2 separate regions of the Rattus norvegicus genome follow, and region 1 is linked to region 2. Evidence: chromatin contacts called from public Hi-C data. All regions are on one chromosome and are shown on one strand. Each heading gives the region's core, a stretch centred on a gene start, on an enhancer-like site or on the middle of the called end of the contact. The rest is flanking DNA. Distances are from core to core; before and after follow the strand shown. Region 1 has its middle 47 kb from the start of Sema4f. Region 2 overlaps Hk2 (hexokinase 2).

What was found. A called contact is a pair of places that touch in the nucleus more often than the background predicts.
Region 1: a contact with region 2 is called in a Hi-C map of psoas muscle, with 4 times the contacts expected there. The contact joins two enhancer-like sites. A contact is called at or near these places in 6 of 12 Hi-C or Micro-C datasets (frontal cortex, kidney, liver and 2 more).

What each region holds. Positions count from the first base shown.
Region 1 is chr4:116,946,493-116,950,804 of GRCr8, forward strand. No RefSeq gene overlaps it. Among named protein-coding and RNA genes, the nearest start is that of Sema4f, 47 kb to the right of the region's middle. Within about 2 kb of position 1,604, at least 9 of the 93 cell types and tissues checked have an H3K27ac peak or open chromatin away from gene starts, as enhancers often do.
Region 2 is chr4:116,812,935-116,817,360 of GRCr8, forward strand. It overlaps Hk2 (hexokinase 2), which reads right to left. Exons shown (of 18, transcript NM_012735.2): 3 at 1,062-1,210. Among named protein-coding and RNA genes, the nearest start is that of Hk2, 26 kb to the right of the region's middle. Within about 2 kb of position 3,132, at least 16 of the 93 cell types and tissues checked have an H3K27ac peak or open chromatin away from gene starts, as enhancers often do.

The sequences.
Region 1 (4,312 bases), core at 354-2,853, 130 kb after region 2:
ATCGACCGCCTTGCCTGGCTTCAGTTTTTACATTTTTCCACTTCCTAGCCAGACCTTAAAACTTCAAGAAAACTGAAGAACTCCACCTGGAAGCCTAACAATTCAGCTTCCTAACTCCCCAGTGGCCCATCAGCTGATGCTTCCTGGGGGAAGGCCAGAGAGGGCAGCAGGAGGCAGCTGGGAGGCAGCCCAGCACTTCCCTGTCTCCCCCAGGCTGTTCCCAACACCTGACACAGCTCTTTCCTATGTTCCGCCACTGCTGTGACATTTGTCACACTTCATCTCTGACTGACTGTAAGCTCTAGGAAGCTCAAGATAGAACCCAATACATCCTTTCCCCGGGATCTGTCACCCTGTCTGTTTTCTACCCGGACCAGGCATGGTGGTGGACACCTATAACCCAAATACTTGGGGCCCTAAGGCAAGAGAGTCATTGGAGTTTGAGGCCAGTCTGGGCTCCGCAGGGAGAGCGTCTGCACTAATTTGCTTCCTGTTGCAGTGATAAAACACTGACCAAAAGCAACTTGGGAAGGAAGTTTATTTTACCTTACAAGTTACAGTCCATCATTGAGGGAATCCCTGGCAGAAACACATGGGAGGAACCTAGAGGCAGGAATCTGGAGACAGGAAACCGCAGGCAGGAAATGGGAGGGAGAAAACTGGAGACAGAATTGCTGCTTACTAATACTGACATTTTTTTTTCCTCTGGCTTGCTCCGGTAGCTATGTCATGTAACCCAGACCTACCTGCTTAGGGATGACACGGCCCACAGTGGGCTGGATCATCCTACATTAATTAACAATCAAATAAATGCCTTCACATGCATGCCCACAAGTCAATCCGATGAAGGTTGTTGTTGTTTTTTAAAGTTGATTTTATGTACAGTGATTTGTCCACACACATGTCATGTACCATGTACATGTAATGTCCTCGAGGGCCAGAACGGGTGTCAAATCCCCTGAAATTGAAGTCATAGGTGGTTGTCAGCTGCTATGTGAATGCTGGGAGCCAAATCCAGGTTCTTTGAAAGAGCATCCAGTTCTCTTAACTGCTGAGTCATCTCTCTCCAGGGACTTGAACCCTTCCGGGTTTTGGTATTGGTAGGGGTTTCTGAATCCAATCCCCATGATACTGAAGGATCTAGTTAGTATTTCTGTCATTTTGATGAGAACTCTTGGAGAGCTAGGATCAGTTAGCGTGGCACACCTAGTAAGAGAACAGCTGAGACTTGACCACAAGTCTGTCTGACATGGAGCAAGGAGACTTTCACCTTTGTCCTTGCCTCTGTGAGCCGCAGACAGCCATCTCAGGGGAGACTCTCGATGTAGAGAAACACAAACCATGGTGAATACGACAGCCTTCCTACACTAACCATTGGTTTCTTCCCTTTCTTTTCCTCCTAGGTGGTAGGGCCTCCTCTCTGGGTGTGTTCTCTGGAAATCCATGCCCTGACTCAAGTGCAGAGAGTGTTGTCTCCAAGTCCCTGGCACCAGGCAAGGAAGGCTATCCAATGTCAGAGATCAGCAAAGCCTTCCATGTGACCACCCCATGCACTTATCTTCACAGCATACTACAACCACGTTTCCAGCAAGTGGTTTTGATGGCGGTCAGCCAAGGCAAGGCCACGGCTCTCTCTTGGCCAGTCACAGATGCCTGGTCACAGAACAGCTGTTCCCTGCATGTGTCTGCCCCCAAAGGCCAAGTGTTTCCACTCAGTTCCTGCAGTCCTAAAGTCTCCTCGTTCCTCTAGCCATGTCCCCAGGTGTCCCTTCCCAGAAAGCCGTTCTGAACCAGAGCCATTAGCTCTGGGCTTGATTTCTCAATACTCAACAGCCCCAGTCATTTTGGCAGCCCTGGGCAGGCAGCCCCAGAATATCTGATACCTTCCATGCTCACGGCTAGTTTAAAGGTGTCCTCCTTTCCTTTCTGTTGGTTTGACAAAATACTCGGCCCAAAAGTGGCTCAGGGAAGGAAAGGGTCTATTCTTACAACTTGCACATCACACTCTATCATTGAGGAAAGACAGGGTAGGGACTGTAGCCAGGAACCTCGAAACAGGAACCAAGGAAGAACACTTATGTTTACTCTCTGGCTCTCTCACGGTGCTTTTTTCTTTGTTAAAGCCTACAGACACTGGGCGACTATTTCTTTATTTTATTGTCTGTCTGTCTATAATATACATGGGATCCCCTAGGATGAGAATTACAGATGCTTGTAAAATGTCTATCTGTCTGTCTGTAATATATATGCATGGGATCATGTAGGATGAGAATTATGGATGGTTGTTCATTGCCAGATGGGAGCCAGGATCCTCTGGAAGAGCAGCAAGTACTCCTGATGACTGAGGGTCTCAAGACAATCCCCCTGGTCTATAGGCCGGCTTGGTAAGGACAATTTCTCAATCAAGGCATTCCTCTCACATGACCCTAGGCTGTGTCAAGTTGACCATTAAGAATGACCAGGACGGGGGCTGGGGATTTAGCTCAGTGGTAGAGCACTTACCTAGGAAGCGCAAGGCCCTGGGTTCGGTCCCCAGCTCCGAAAAAAAAGAACCAAAAAAAAAAAAAATGACCAGGACAAAGGGTTGTTTAGAATTCTAAACTCATTTTCCTATTGTCTTTGATTCTAAGGAACCACTAAGCCCTGTGGTAGGCCCTAGAAACCACTAATCACATGCAGGAAAGATGATAGCACACAATCCTGGTGCTTTAGAAACAGCAACTAGAACTGCAGAAGGCAGAGCAGGCCTCAGGGACTCTGAAGCAAGGTCACAGCAGCTTCTGGAGCCACTAGGAATCATCACCTCTTTTTACGACGGACTGACTAGTCCAGCAGCAGCAATGTCTGCTGAGCCCCTGTCACAGGCCATGTGCTGGGCTCTACATGTGCTCTCTAACCCAGCCCTTCCAATGATGCCACATCCCATTTTACAGAAGAAACCGAGACTCAGAACTCAGGCCCATTTGTCAACAAGAAACCACGATGTAGTACAGGCAGTCGAGAGTCACACTAGATGCTGTTTCAAGTTGAAAGCTACACAACCTTAAGAAGATCAAAGTTAAGCTGCAAAGTAAGGAGCGGAGGGGAGCTCCCAAGCACTGATTGAGCACCTCAATTCCTGCCCAACCCATCAAGGTCAATTTTCTGTACTCGATCCCCAGAGATCTGATACTGAGGCCCAAAGAATGAACCTGTTTCCCGATACTCACATCCTGACCTTTTTCTCCCAACTAAAGTGGGAACTAGGAGGCTAAGAGCGTAGCTTAGTGGGCGGATGCTCTGCTTGCCTGGCGTGAAGTTCTGTGTTCAACTCTAAGAGATACAATTAAACAAAGTGAATACTAGGAACTCCTCATCTCAAGAACCATTTTCATCTGGGTACCACCTTCAGGGCTCATGGGTGTCTTCACATTGGGATTTGACCATACTACTAACAAAGAGATACAAAGAGCCACAGTGTCCCTTCTCATCAACATCTCATGGGAGGGTCAATCCAGGGCAGCCCATGCTCCCCTCACGTCTCATGATTCAATGGTCTGGAAGCAAAAGCTGTTACTGAGACTCTGGGAGCTCAGTTATTAATAGAGTCAAAGACAGGGCTTTACTTGAGAGACAGACACCCTGTCCACCCAGTGCTGACCAGGCCATGAGGGGAAGTACTGAAGTCGTTGAGGTGGTTTTCTGCTCTTTAGTGCCCCCTAATGACAACATCTTCCAGGAAAAGGCCAAAGTTGTCCTTTCATCCTGGCCCTTGCAACCCAAAGGGCTTCCCAGCAGCTGTGAGAGAACGGCAGGCCAGGAAAGCTTGCTTCACCGTTCCTATACATGATGTTTTCCAGACCGCTCTTGTCAACATCCCTTTGCAGCTCTGCAGCTTCCTTGGCCTTCTAGAACCTCAATGCCTTCTCCGTTCCACTTGACTTGTATGTGTGCCTTGCCCACCTCACCAGCTGCACTTCTGGATTGCTGAGACTACATTTTAAGATATTGGGGGAGGGGGCAACCAGGGATGTAGTGCTTGCCTATAGAGCAAGTGTTTGCCTACCCTTTGTGTGACAGACTTGTCATGGGACAACACAAGACACTCATCTCTTCACTCCAGAGAGGGAGGCCATGGCGGACCAAAGTAATGATTGTACCAACATCCAATTTGGTAAAACTGAGTTTTTACAGGAGTTACTAACAGGACTATGGGTGAGGGGTCACTTACAAAGAGCAGGGATCACTCAAAACTAGCCATATCACCAGAAAGACCACCCCAGCATAAGCAACGTGTCCCCAGAACTGCAACCCTGGAGCTCTCTATGCAGCC
Region 2 (4,426 bases), core at 1,882-4,381:
TTATTATTAGTTGTCATATTTTAATTATTTCCACAGGTTTGATCTTCATTTGGAAACGAATTCACACTATATATGGCCCAGGCTGGCCTTGAACTCTCAGTCCTCCAGTCGCAGCGTCTCAAATGCAAGTATTACACCTGTGTCAGTCTGAGAGATTAAGGTAAATTTTAACTTCTGGGGTCCTGAATGTTTGAAACAGATCCTCTTTCTAGGTTGACAGACACACAGCACATGTCAACTGGAGTCCCCCCAGCCCGTCAGGCTCTGAAGGGAAAAGCTGCCAGGATCATGGGGTGCCTGGGCCCTTCCCATGTTACATAAGGGGTCTATGGAGACGGAAGACTTGCCCAGCACACTGCAAGTCTCTTCACAACCACAGCCTAACTTCTGGAGTCCCTTCTGGCACTGTCTTATTTGGTTCTCAAATATTTGTCATCTGGGAGCAGGGCCCAGAATGAGACAGAAGCAGTATGGAGAAAAGCCTACCACATTCTCCATGAGGCGGAACAACACCATTGTGGCACAATACAGAGCAGGAAGAAGAAAATCTGAAGAACAAGCGAACTCCCATGGAAAACAGCAGGCCCCGGCACGCCTGCCAGTTGTTGCTCCTCTCTTAGCCCACGATCTAACCAGGACCCTACCATCCCTCTCTACAAACAGACTGGGGTACTGCTGCCTGATAACCACTAGCCCAGAATCATAAAGTGAGATCGTCCCAAAACAGGACCTAATCTTAAGCAAACACCCCACCATTGGGCCTCCACAGGAAAATGCCCACAATCCCAGATACCCAGCCTCCAAAGGAGGCAAGGTGAGCGTCAGGGTCATGCCCAAAGACAAGCAAAGGATCTGCTACCTTCCTTGCTAGCTCAGCTCACAATCAAACCTCCTTCGTCCAGGAGCCACTCAGCTGGTGAGACAAGGTCAGTCAGGCTGTCGAGGTCCATGGGAAACCTTACAGCTGGAACAGTGTGCAGGATGTCCTAGTGACTGTCCTTCTGTGGTGGGGGAAGGGCAGAGTGTCCCCCAGCTCAGTGGCTACAACAGGAAGACTGTACCTGGGTTCCACTGCCCCGCATGATGTCCTCAGGGATGGCGTAGATCTGGTTCTCCATCTCCACTCTCTGGAGGCCATTGTCCGTCACCCTTACTCGGAGCACACGGAAGTTGGTTCCTCCAAGATCCAGAGCCAGGAACTCCCCATGTTCTGTAGACAGACAAAGGAGGGCCACTGTCAATTTGGAAGAAGACAAGATCAAACTGCCTCATGAAAACCAGTTAAGACTTCAGTACCAGTCAGCAGTCATGGGTGAGGGTGGCCAGATGGCTCACTTTTTCTAAATACATTTGGTTCTCTCTCACACAGACTCTCTCTCTTTCTCTCTCTCTCTCTCTCTCTCTCTCTCTCTCTCTCTCTCTCTCTGTGTGTGTGTGTGTGTGTGTGTGTGTGTGTGTGTGTGTGTGTGTGTGTGTGTAACCGAGACTTGCCTCCAGAGTCCAGGATTATAGACATGTCCCATCACACCCAGCTTTATGCCTGGCCTCCTCAATAATAAGATATTTTTATTACTACTTTGTAATTCACACCAATGAGACAGTTGAATCATTCAGCCGTCCTACTTAGCCTGTCAATGAACTTAAACTAGAGTTTAGTTTAAGAAGCTCCACCAATCAGATTGGCCTGCAGACTTTAACCTACCGGAAAACTAGCCAATGGGACTGGGAAGCACCATGGCTGCAGGGAGTCACGGAACTGTAAGCAAATAACGAAAGAACGTGCGGAAGAACCCCGAAGCCCACAGGAAGGACAGGATGGCAGGCTTCAGGAGCCTGAAGAGAAAGCAGTGACCGCAGCCTCACCCAGACACCTTCTAGCCTCCTCACCTTCTCCTTAAGAGGGTAGGGTTCATTTCTGGGTAGAGAAGGGACTCACTAGTTAGTGTGATGGTCAACATTGAGACTCTGGTCTGGTTGGGAGGGTCAAAGACATGTCCTGACTAAATAAACTAAAGGATTTCATCTGTGCTCAGGACTTCTGGACCCCTGAGCACCTTGCCCACGCACACCCTGGATAGCCACTTCTTATGAGCTCCCTGAACCCAGTGTCCATGATCTCTTAATGCAAAAGCTTGGGATGGGTATCAACCAACTGAGGGTCCTCGGGACTCACTCCCATACACTTGGTCAGGTGCAGTGCTAGTCTACATAACGTTCATCTGAAACCCACGTATGTTAAGTGTGTGAGAATCCTTGCCTGGCTACTTTTTAGCCTTGAGCCTCTTTTTCCTCAGACACATAGAATTCTGACCTCTGTCCTCTTTAAATAGGAGCATCATACTGCCCAGGACTGTCCTGAGAGAACTGAGCAATGTTCTTGAAATCACCCAGAATTATAGCAAGAACAAGTAAGCACCAGGCTCATGGCAAACACAGTCTCAGACCGGTCTCTCAAATGGCAAAGGAGACAGTAGATACCTTTCCAGGAAAAGCCACTGGAAGCAGACCGGGTGACTTAGCATTCCTCTCGCTGATACAAATTTTCCACTCCCTACTACTGGGTTTCTGAAGGAATCACCACTACTCACCCCAGACGCCTGTTCACTACAGGCCTGTTCACTGCAGGCCTGCTCACTACAGGCCTGTTCACTGCAGGCCTGCTCACTGCAGGCCTGCTCACTAAAGGCCTGCTCACTGCAGGCCTGTTCACTAAAGGCCTGTTCACTAAAGGCCTGTTCACTAAAGGCCTGTTCACTAAAGGCTTGCTACGGCAACACCAGCTTTGACTCACTGTGGACACCCCCTCTCCGTGGCCTCAGATGACTTTTCTTTTTCTTTTTTTTTTTTTTGGTTCTTTTTTTCGGAGCTGGGGACCGAACCCAGGGCCTTGCGCTTCCTAGGCAAGCGCTCTACCACTGAGCTAAATCCCCAACCCCCTCAGATGACTTTTCTAGACACTCGAGTACCCAACCTTCACTGGCCATGGGGCCTCAGCCAGATTCTAGGAAACGCTATGTGGTGGTTGTCAGGGGGATGAAAGAGAAAAATCAAGGGGGAGCTGCCTCATCAGCACTTTGAGGCCCGGGACACACACGATCCGCTGAATCAGTGACCATGAGAGGACGGAGGTGGCCAGCACTGCCTCTGGCTGGTTATCATCCAAGACCAGCCCAGCTGGACTCGGCCCAGCATGGCTCCATCAGGAATGTGATTCGGCTGTATTTTCTGGTGGACCGAAGGGGACTGTAAATAGTAAGGGTGCTGGTAGGAACTGGGGGACACTCACTAGTCCTTCAGAATATATTCCACCCACACTCACGGCCCCAAGGACTGACCCTCTGAGTTCAGAAGATGAGACGGTGACTCCAGAAATCCTATTAGGACCCCACAAGGCGATGGAGGGATCCTCCTAGGCCCAATCTCTCTATTGCAGATGACCACTCCCCACAGAGCAGGGCTTAGGTGACAGCCTTTACACATGGTGGTCGGGGCTCATGAATTCTGGTTCAGCAGTGGCCTGGGCACCTCAACAGGCTCTCTAGGCATGCGGCCTCACCGCAGAACTCACAGCTTATGGCGCTGACTTGCCAGGGCACTTGCGAGGTTTTGGTGGAATACAGACTAGGTTGCACAGGTATGTACGTGCATAACACACAGTTGTCAGTAAAGTGCCACTGACCTTGTCATCCTTCATTGTCATCATTCCTTGGTCTAAAAGGTCTTCTCCTAACTCTTGCTAGCTGCTCTAAATCGTAGCTCAAAGCCCTACCTCCACTGGGCTCCTTCCAAGACATTCCATAATCCCAGAATAGCATTCACCAGAGCATGTGACAGACTGTGAATGTGAAGGGCAAAAGTATCTGTGGGCAGGGCAGGAGAAAGGTTCTGATGTAAGAAAATCCACCAAGAGCAGGCTTCTTAGCCCAGCGCGGTGATCCTCCCATAATCCCACTGGTTAGGGGGCTGAGACCGGAGTCAGTGCCCCCTACATAGTGATTTTCAGTCCAATGAGAAGGAAGTTTCTTAAATCATACAAGCAGAGTTGAAGACATCTCAGGGGTTAAGAAAGAGCACTACTCTTCCAGAAAATGAGGTGGGTTCCCAGCACCCACATCGGGCAGCTCCCCACCACCTAAAACTCCAGTTCTAAGGGACTCTTCTAGTATCCATGGTTACTGCATTTACACGGTGCACATGCCTACAAGCAGGCAAATATACAAATGAATAATAATAAAAATTAAGCTGGGCTTAGTGGCATATGCCTTAAATCAATCGGAAGGCAAAGGCAGGCAGATCTCGGTGAATTTGAAAACAGCCTGGTCTAAATGGTGAGTTCTGGGGACAGTCAGTTACAGAGAGACCTTACCTCAAAATAATAATTAAAAAAAGTAAAATGAATTTTAAAATAATACACAATAAAATACAC